Regions from separate parts of the Zea mays genome. Here region 2 is linked to region 1. The links are chromatin contacts, called in public Hi-C maps. All regions are on one chromosome and are shown on one strand. Each heading gives the region's core, a stretch centred on a gene start, on an enhancer-like site or on the middle of the called end of the contact. The rest is flanking DNA. Distances are from core to core; before and after follow the strand shown. Region 1 holds the start of LOC100191350 (fruit protein PKIWI502). Region 2 holds the start of LOC542585 (cytokinin oxidase 1).

The links. A called contact is a pair of places that touch in the nucleus more often than the background predicts.
Region 2: a Hi-C map of leaf shows a contact between it and region 1, with 7 times the contacts expected there. The contact joins the promoter of LOC542585 here to the promoter of LOC100191350 in region 1. A contact is called at or near these places in 3 of 25 Hi-C or Micro-C datasets (ear, leaf and tassel) and 2 of 3 datasets of contacts at active chromatin or transcription factors (leaf and seedling).

Annotation. Positions count from the first base shown.
Region 1 is chr3:7,327,550-7,331,765 of Zm-B73-REFERENCE-NAM-5.0, reverse strand. LOC100191350 (fruit protein PKIWI502) reads left to right here and starts at 2,687. Exons shown (of 5, transcript NM_001136784.2): 1 at 2,687-3,371. The coding sequence starts at 2,848.
Region 2 is chr3:7,528,108-7,532,729 of Zm-B73-REFERENCE-NAM-5.0, reverse strand. LOC542585 (cytokinin oxidase 1) reads right to left here and starts at 2,299. Exons shown (of 3, transcript NM_001112121.2): 1 at 1,640-2,299; 2 at 548-1,238; 3 at 3-456. The coding sequence starts at 2,255. The coding sequence ends at 162.

The sequences.
Region 1 (4,216 bases), core at 1,438-3,937:
GAAGACAGAGAAGGTGATTTTTTAAACCAATGCAGCGGTATCGAGGCACCTTGCGTGTGGCCCGACGAAACCACCAGGCGTAGGGGCCACGGGTCAGTCAGCCGCGGGGACAGATATGGCAGTTGGCGTGCCCGAAGGCGGATTGACGGATAGTACGTCAGCAGACGCACGGAAACGGCGAGCCAATTACCAATCAGGCTATTGGCCCCACCTGCAGGCTCGCATCCTCCCCTGAGGTGGGCCCGGGGACCACTGTCGGTACCCTGGAACAGGGGTACCCCTTGCTACTTTATGAAGACGCAGTACCCACTCGGTTATCTTTAGTCACGTGGTAAAGGAGCTGTGTGTGGGACCAGACCATGGCTTGCCCCCAGCCTCGGGCGACTACTCTGGGCCAACAACAGCACCCGACCCCACCACGTGGATGGTTCCGGGGCCGCCACGTGGCCAGAGAAGATGATATACTCCAAGGTATCATCTGTGAGTCCAGACCCCCATGGGAAAGTGCCGGACCCCTGTATATACAGACCGGGCCTCCGGGTGAGGTCCAGGACCCCCACGGGCGCTGACCGGACCCCTAGGATGGGATCCGGACCCCTCCGTGTGGGGTCCGGGCCACTCACAGTAGGGTCCCGGGATTCTGGGACAGAGAATACCTGGGCCTTGATCAAAGCCAGGCGGGGGTCCGGAGCCGACACGTGTCTGGACCTTATCGTATACGCTTCTGCTCCCCGCTCAGGCGGAGACCCGATGCTGCCGCGTGGCCTGCTACACGTGACGTAAGCCAACGAGCGGAGCCTGACGTAAGGCCTCGGGACTGCGCGACCTCTGCATTTATTGCGAATAAGGCGCGCCGTCTATCCATTCCACTGGCAGGCGATGTGCCGCCTCAGCATTTAATGAGCCATGTCCATTCCACTGGCAGGCGATGTGTCGCCTCTGCATTTATTGAGCCATGTCCATTCCGCTGGCAGGCGGCGACCAGTCCATTCCGCAGGCAGCGTGCCTGTCCATTCCATTGGCAAGCAGTACATCCATACTGCTGCATGCACTATGCTCATCATTACTCGCGCGTTACCAAGGAAGCAACCGCCGCGTATCAATACTGCGTGGACTGCGGACGTCAGGGCGCCAGGAGATTGCATAGGCGTTAGTTACTCTTATAATATATTCCTTCTGTTATGTTCCTGGGCCCACATGTCGGGGCTCAGCATCCTTGTATGTGCCTCCCTTGAGCTATAAAAGGGAAGACACATGATGTCACAAGGCAGGTTCACTCAGACTCTCAGACTCACAAGTTTATACAAGCTCGCAAGCTCACAGACTCAATACAACACACAGTGGAGTATGGTGTTACGCTCCGGCGGCCTGAACCACTCTAAATTCTTGTGTCCTCGTGTGTTCTACCACCTTCCGATCGACAGGCAAAACGCTTAGGCCCCTTCCTCATCTTAGGATTTAGGGCGGGTGCGTTCCGCCACCCGGTCGGAGAATTTCCTCTCCGACAGTATCTATTCAACAACCATACATCTAGGCTCGTTATAACCAGTTTATGATATATACTGAGACTAATTATAGTACACGGTAAAGGTATTTATACACTACGGTACACTGTGTACAAAATATATTTTCTGTTGCAGGTGCACAAAATTAGGATGACAAGAATGTGAGTTGAAAGGAAATGGATTGACATGCATGGAAACAAAAATATGATTTTCAATTATTTATTTCGTCCACAAATATAAGATCTTTTCAACAGTCATGCAGTTAGGTTCGTTAAAACTAGCTTATTATATATACTGATGCTAATTATGCTACATATGAAAATTATTTATTCATCGCGGTAGACTACGTAAACATAAAAAGTGGAAGGAGAACCTATAGAAGCATGAGGTAGGCCGTTTGGCTCACTTGCTGGATTTTTTCTTTTTGAAACTTGTTCTCTCTTTTGTTACCTAATCGTTTCTATTTTTATCATGTGAGTTTGGTTTAATACTAAATCAATCATATTATTAAAATGAGATGTACTTCTAATTCTATTGTTTAGATATCACTAAAAATTTGAAAGTTTGGAATTGTGTGGTCTAATTCCACGCAACATAAAAAGGATGATGTGTGTATTGAGAGATGGCGTTTTTAGTTTTAGTACAATTCTAGAAAATTGAGTCTCTAAAACCAAACAATAGAATTTTATAAAACCGATTCCAATTCCTAATTTTATGTTCTAATATCTACACCTAAATAAGATATTACGGGGCGTTTAGATCCCTTCATTTTAGAGAAATTGGAATTCACTCAATAAAGTAACTTATTTAGTTAGGAATTTGACATTCCACCACTTTCTAAAGTTCAGATATAAGACTATCTCAAATGAATGGGGTGGAAGGTGGGATAATGATTTTATGCATTACTAGAATTGGTTTCTAATCTATAACTTACATGACATTTTTCGTCTCACTCTTCTATAGTAAAAATGTAGCACATAAATATCTCTGACATGTTGTTAATGATAATATACAAATATATTTTACATAAAACCGAATTAGCTTAATTGATATATGCCTAAATTACTATTATTAGAATGGAATTAAATTACAATGATTCAAACGGTGCATTATTGTTTTTTACTGCAAAAGAGGGAGAAAGAGAAATTGAAGGTGTACGCCTCAACAGCTTTCCGGCCTCAGGAAAAAAAAGGTTTTCCGGCCTCGCGGGAGTGCAGCGAGATCCGTGCCGCCGGCACCGTCCCTCGCCCTCCTCGTCTGGCTCGCCCGCCGTGTCCTGTTCTGAGTCCTGCACGCCCTGCAGATCGCCGACCACCGCTCGAGGGGACGCGGGACGCCCTCCATGATTCTGCGCTCCGCGCCGCGTCGCCTCCACCTACTCCGCCCGCACCACCTCCGGCTCCTCTCCGCCGCCGCGCTCGCTTCCGCGGTCCCGATCCCGGCCCCGGCCCAGTCCCCAATTGAGTGGGCCGAGGCTCCGCTTGCCTCCGTGCGCCCTGCCACCGCCGACGCATCGCTCTTCCACGTCTCCCTCGACCTCTCCGCGCACCGGGGGCTCCTCGCCTCCCACACCGCCGCCGGCCAGTTCCTCCGCTTCCGCCTCCCCGCCTCTTCCTACCACATCTTCCTCGCCATCGCATCCCCTCCTCCCCCACCTGCGCTCGAGACCCTAGCCCTAGCCGGGCCACCTTCCTGCTTCGAATTCCTCGTCAAGCGCCTCCCGGGAACCCCCTCCGCGCGCCTCTGCGACCTCCGCCCCGGCGACCTTGTCCATGTTGGCGCCAGCGTCGTCGGCCGCGGATTTGATGTCGCCAGGATATCTGATGCCCGCGACGTTCTCGTCTTCGCCACCGGATCCGGGATCAGGTACCCCTGCCATTGTCAAACACGTATCGATTGTACTCCACGATGCACAATTGCTTCATTTTAGGGTGTAATTAGGAATTGTGGCAAAAAAAATAGTATTAAATTGTGATAATCGTGAGGGGTGCCATACTGCCATCTGGATTATGATAGTCCAGTATCTATTCTGGTATTACTTTCAACTAGTCTGTTTTTGCCCCAGTGCAAAAAAAAAAAAGCATATAGACTATACTATATAGAGATAAATATAACATAAATTTTATTCCACTGTGTTTGTCTCATTATTTAGGATAGCAATAGATATTAACGTTAAAAATTAGAAGGGTGTATCACACTCACTGATTTAACTTCTAGTAGAGAGACTCTTGCGTCTGGCGTTCTTTTAAATGAAATCTTCCATTACATTCTCATATTTAATCTTCTCCGGAACATCATTTTCAAGTGCAATTGTTGTCAATCCATTGAGTCTGTTGTGTCATAGTACTGCGCATGTGGGACTTGAGCCACTTCAATTTTGAAAACTTTGTTCTCCAGATGCAGCTGTTACCAGAATAGTCAACAAAATTTTGTATAGAATACCACTTCACAAACTTCAGAATATCATGAGGGCCCATGTCTTTGTTAGAGATAAAATCTTGGAAGAACATTAACACTATATGCAAATTCTTGCCGTTGACATCAGAATGTTGGCCACTCTTTAGTGCCATCTCAAGTTGAGTACAAGAAGACAATAAACTTTTGTCATCTAAAGAGCACAACTTATGTGAAGTAAACAAAAAATCCAATCATTTTATTGTAACCCTGATGATATTACTCAAACCTTAATCAACAAATAATAGCTTGATCAA
Region 2 (4,622 bases), core at 1,050-3,549, 200 kb before region 1:
ATACGACGAGGGTATTTTTTTTACCATAACGTAAATAATGACCTTGACATACATCAGTGCAGTGATCAATCTATATACAGATTAATTAATAGCCGCTAGCTGGGAGTTATTCACATTATTGTCCCAAGAAACTAAAACATGCATGCATGCATGGGCTATCATCAGTTGAAGATGTCCTGGCCGGGGGAGAGCAGCCTCTTGGGGTCGTACTTGTTCTTCATCTCCACGAAGCGATTCCACTTGGCGGCGCCGAAGTGGCGGACCCAGTCACTGCGGTCCGTGTGCCGCGCCAGGTAGGTCTTGTACTGGATCCCGGCGAGGTCGCAGAAGCGCAGGATCCTCCTGTTCTGCTCCTGCAGCCTCGCCAGGTCGTTGGGCGCCACCGACGAGAAGAGCAGCGACACCGCGTAGAACACGTCCTCCGACGGCGTCGCCGCCGACATGCCGTCGTCCCACCTGAAAAACCAAACCCCAGAAAGACTGGTCCAGTCAGAGGCCGGCCGGGGCGTGCCTAGCTAGCTAGCTAGCCGATCGATTCAACACGTACATGGATTTGTTGAGGGGGTAGACGATGAGCGGGCCGACGATGTCGGTGCCCTGCAAGATGCCCTTGAAGACGCCGCGGTCGAAGTCGGCGATGCGCGAGCGCGGCACGAACATGTTGAGCCACGGGTGCGGCACCCGCCACAGCCCCAGCTTGTTGAGCGCCACCTCCTCGCCGTGCACCCGGTCAAGGAACGCCGTGTAGGACACGTCGCGCTGGAACGCGAACCCTTCCACGTAGCTCAGCGTGCCCAGCACGGACGCGAGCTCCTGGTCCACCGCCGCCGCCGCCGTGGCGTTGTCGTAGTTGAGCGTGGCCTCGATGCTGTACACGGTGGTGGCGTTCCGCTCCCCGGCGAGCGCGACGATCCGGGCGACGTCGGCGTCGGTGAAGAACCCCGTGTTCGCCAGGTCGGTCGCCAGGCTCTGGTTCACGAACACCGACCCTTCCACGTAGCTCATCGGGCCGAACGACGCGCCGCCGCCGCCGGGCCGCGGGGCGGTCAGCCGCTCCTGGTCGGCGCTGAACGCCGCGAAGTCGGTGTACACGAGCCGCACCCACCGCGCCCGCGCCGGCGCCGGCTCCACCGCGATCCGGGCCCGGGTGATCACTCCGAACTGCCCCAGCCCGCCCAGGACGGCGTCGAACAGGTCCGCGTTCAGCTGCTTGGAGCACGTCACCATCTCCCCATGGCCTGCGTTCACCACAAAGTCAACGCCCCAGCATTTTAACTCTATTAGCCGAAACGAACAAAGGCACAATGTCAACGCATCAGCGCTGCGAGAGCCAGCATGCATGCTGATTTATGACTAGTTATTAAAGACGTCGCCGCCCCTCGCCGGCCGGGCGGGCGGCCGGCCGGTGCAGCGCGGACATTAACCACCATGCACCACTAATAATACTATAAATAAATAAATATATGATTCGCATTGTAGGTAACGAATTTCAATCCGGCTGATTGAACACGGTGTTGCCCCGTGGCAAGCAACAGAAGTCGATGCAGGTGTACTGGCACGTAAAAAAAAAACAAGCTTTTGCTTGCTTGCTGGTGTGGTTGTGCAAGGGAGGGAAAAGTAGTAGTAGGTGCACACGTACCGGTGATAACGTCCATCTCCAGCACGTTAGATATCTGTGGGCCGTGGCGGAACGCCTGGCCGCTGATGCCTGCGTTGGACAGCGTGCCGCCGACGGTGAGGTAGAGGTAGTCGGTCCAGGAGCGCGGCGCCACGCCGCGCGCCAGCGACGCGCGCAACACGTCGATCCACACCTGCTCGCCGCCGGCGTCCACGTAGCGGCCGTCCGCGGACACGTTGATGCGCGGCGGCGCGGCGGCGTCGCCCAGGGACGCCATGTTGACGACGACGCCGCCGGGGGCGAAGGCCTGGCCCATGAGGGAGTGGCCGCGGCCGCGGAACGCGATGGTGTAGGGCCACCCCGGGGTGGAGTTGGCCGCGCTCAGCAGCGCCACCAGGTCGCCCGTGGACGATGGGTACAGGACCGCCGCCGGGAGCGCCGACGTGATGTTGCCGAAGTCCGTCGAGGCCGCCGCCGTCGCGTTGCTGTCGGTCCGGAGCTTGCCGTCCAAGGCCAGCGCGGCGAGGGAGGCTGGCCAGGGACGGCCGCGATCGTCTCCGAGCGCAGGCGTGCCTGCCGCTAGTGCATGAGAGCAGGCGATCAGCCCGGCCAGCAGCAGGTAATAAACCACCGCCATTAGCGACGTCGTCGTTCACGGGAGAGAGAGAGAGCTATACGTTATGTGTGAGTGTTTGGTAACTAGGTGATTGCACCCCGTATATATATAGGACGGATACGGCGGCACATACGTGTAGGTGTAGTGCGATTACATACTTCTTCAATTACGTACTCGAACACAGAGATGAGCTGCTTTCCAAGGAAAAAAATATTCTGCATCCCGTCTAGTTTTATTCTGTTTGACCACAGAAAAATATGCGCACAAGTAAGGTGCCTAGTTACCAACTTCACCATCCTTTCAAGAATTTACAGAAAAAAAACTATTATATATATAGTCCTGCCTAGCTAATTACCCCCTGTTGCCATGCAATGCAATATAGCGTATTTATACATTTAAAAACCTGTAATAATAAATATAAGCGATCAATTCTTGAGAATGAAATAGTTTTCGCACTAAATAGTTGTACAAATTTGGTAGCTATAGGTGTGTGTTGACCATATCGTTTGGTTATGAAATAAAATGAAGCCGTCTTTTATGTTATCACTTAATGTGTGTGCCTGCTCAAAATCGTCTCTACTAGACAGACAGCTGTACTGCATTACGTACAGGACGACGAAGGAAGCAGGCTGTAATTTTGGTACTACGACGAGCCCCGGCCCAGCTGGTTGGTCGACTTCCAAAATACACCAAGCTGAAGGTTTAATCAAGCTAGCCACGATTATTCTGGCCATATTATTTGATTTGCTACCAGAACCTGCCAACTTCTCATATTTTGCTATCAAAAATGTCGCTAGCCTTCGGGATCTTATATATATATATAGAGAGAGATTTCTTGTCGCTTTATCTCACCTTAACAGCCATGAATCAATATAGGATTGATTAAGCAAATGGCAACATTTTGGAAACAAACAATCGTCCCTAGCTTGATTGGGACAATTATATTTTTGTTCGGTAAGTCGCGTCAACATACGTTACTAACTACACTTACACGACCAAGGTACAAATGTTAGTGTTTCAGAGAAGGTGTCTAGCTAGCTGCCGCATGTCAACTTCAGTGGCTGGCTATAGCTAGCTAGCGTCTGTACATATTTGGGGTCCAATTGTTCTCTTGTTTTTTCAGCGGTTTTCCATCTGATGCCATTCTCTAGTAAAAGTAAAACAGATGTTGATGAATTCAGTGTAGAAGCACACACCGTCTAGTTTTGTCATTTCTGATGTTTTCCTCCTCAGCTCCACGAACAACGTACGGACTTCGGAATTCGCCGTATGCTGATATATAGAACAAATTAGCACGCATGACTTACACATGCATTCTAATTTTGAGTCAATGACTAGTATTCTTTCCAGTACCAGTAGTAATACATAGCAGCCGTTGTTTCAGCTAGCTAGTAGGTAGAATTTCTACGCACGACCACACTGTAATTTTGGTTGGTGATACGAAAATGACATCCCATCCAAATAATCCATATATAGATCATACTTTAAGTTACAGTTTTTTTTCCAATATATGACTCGAGCATGCGCAGCCTCCTCTCGTCGTCGGAGTCTCGAGATCGGATGCCGCCAATTTTTATGTTTTGGCCGCTTGCCGCTTGCAGTGACTCCAGGCAGCGCATACAGACGCGCGCGTGACGGCGGTGAAACCGACGATGCGTCTGCATCGCGACCGATTTTTTTTCTATTTTAGCCCTTTTCGTGTTTTATTTTCACAAATAGGTTCTTTTTATTTGAATTTAGAATATGGACCTTTAGGTTGGCGCTCTCACTATTGACACCAACCTAACACGTATTGACGCCAATGCAATTGGCGCATATGTATCGATGACATGGCCCTGAGGGATCAAACCTCGTGGCATAGTGACGTGGCGGGGGTCGGCGCCATGGATCTTGGCGCCGACCCTCTATCCTCTATATACTGGTCCACGTTTTTTTACTCTTTCTCTCTCTTCTATTCAATACGGCCATTGCTCGGCCACTCTCCAGCGTCGCCCGCGCCATCCTCCGTCGCCGACCGCGCCATCCTCCGGTGGTGAGGCCGCTGGCACCCGCCACCATCGCCCACCCGTGCTCCTCAGCCTTGCACTCGTCGCTGACCACCGAGCCCGCATCGATGAACGAGGGAGCGGGCCAACACTGGCATGGCATGGCCATGGTGAGCCACGACCATGGCAAGTCACGACGAGGGAGAGGGGCGACGATGGCGGGACGCGGAGAGGGAGAGGGGCGGCCATGTTGAGCCAGGCGAACGACGGGGACGGAGAGTGAGGAAAGGGAAAAGAAAATTACACGCGGGGCCGTATTAAAGGGGGCCAGCGCCAAGATCTATGGCGCCTACCTTCGCCACTATAGTTCTTGGCGCCTACCCCTGCCACCTCACTATCCACG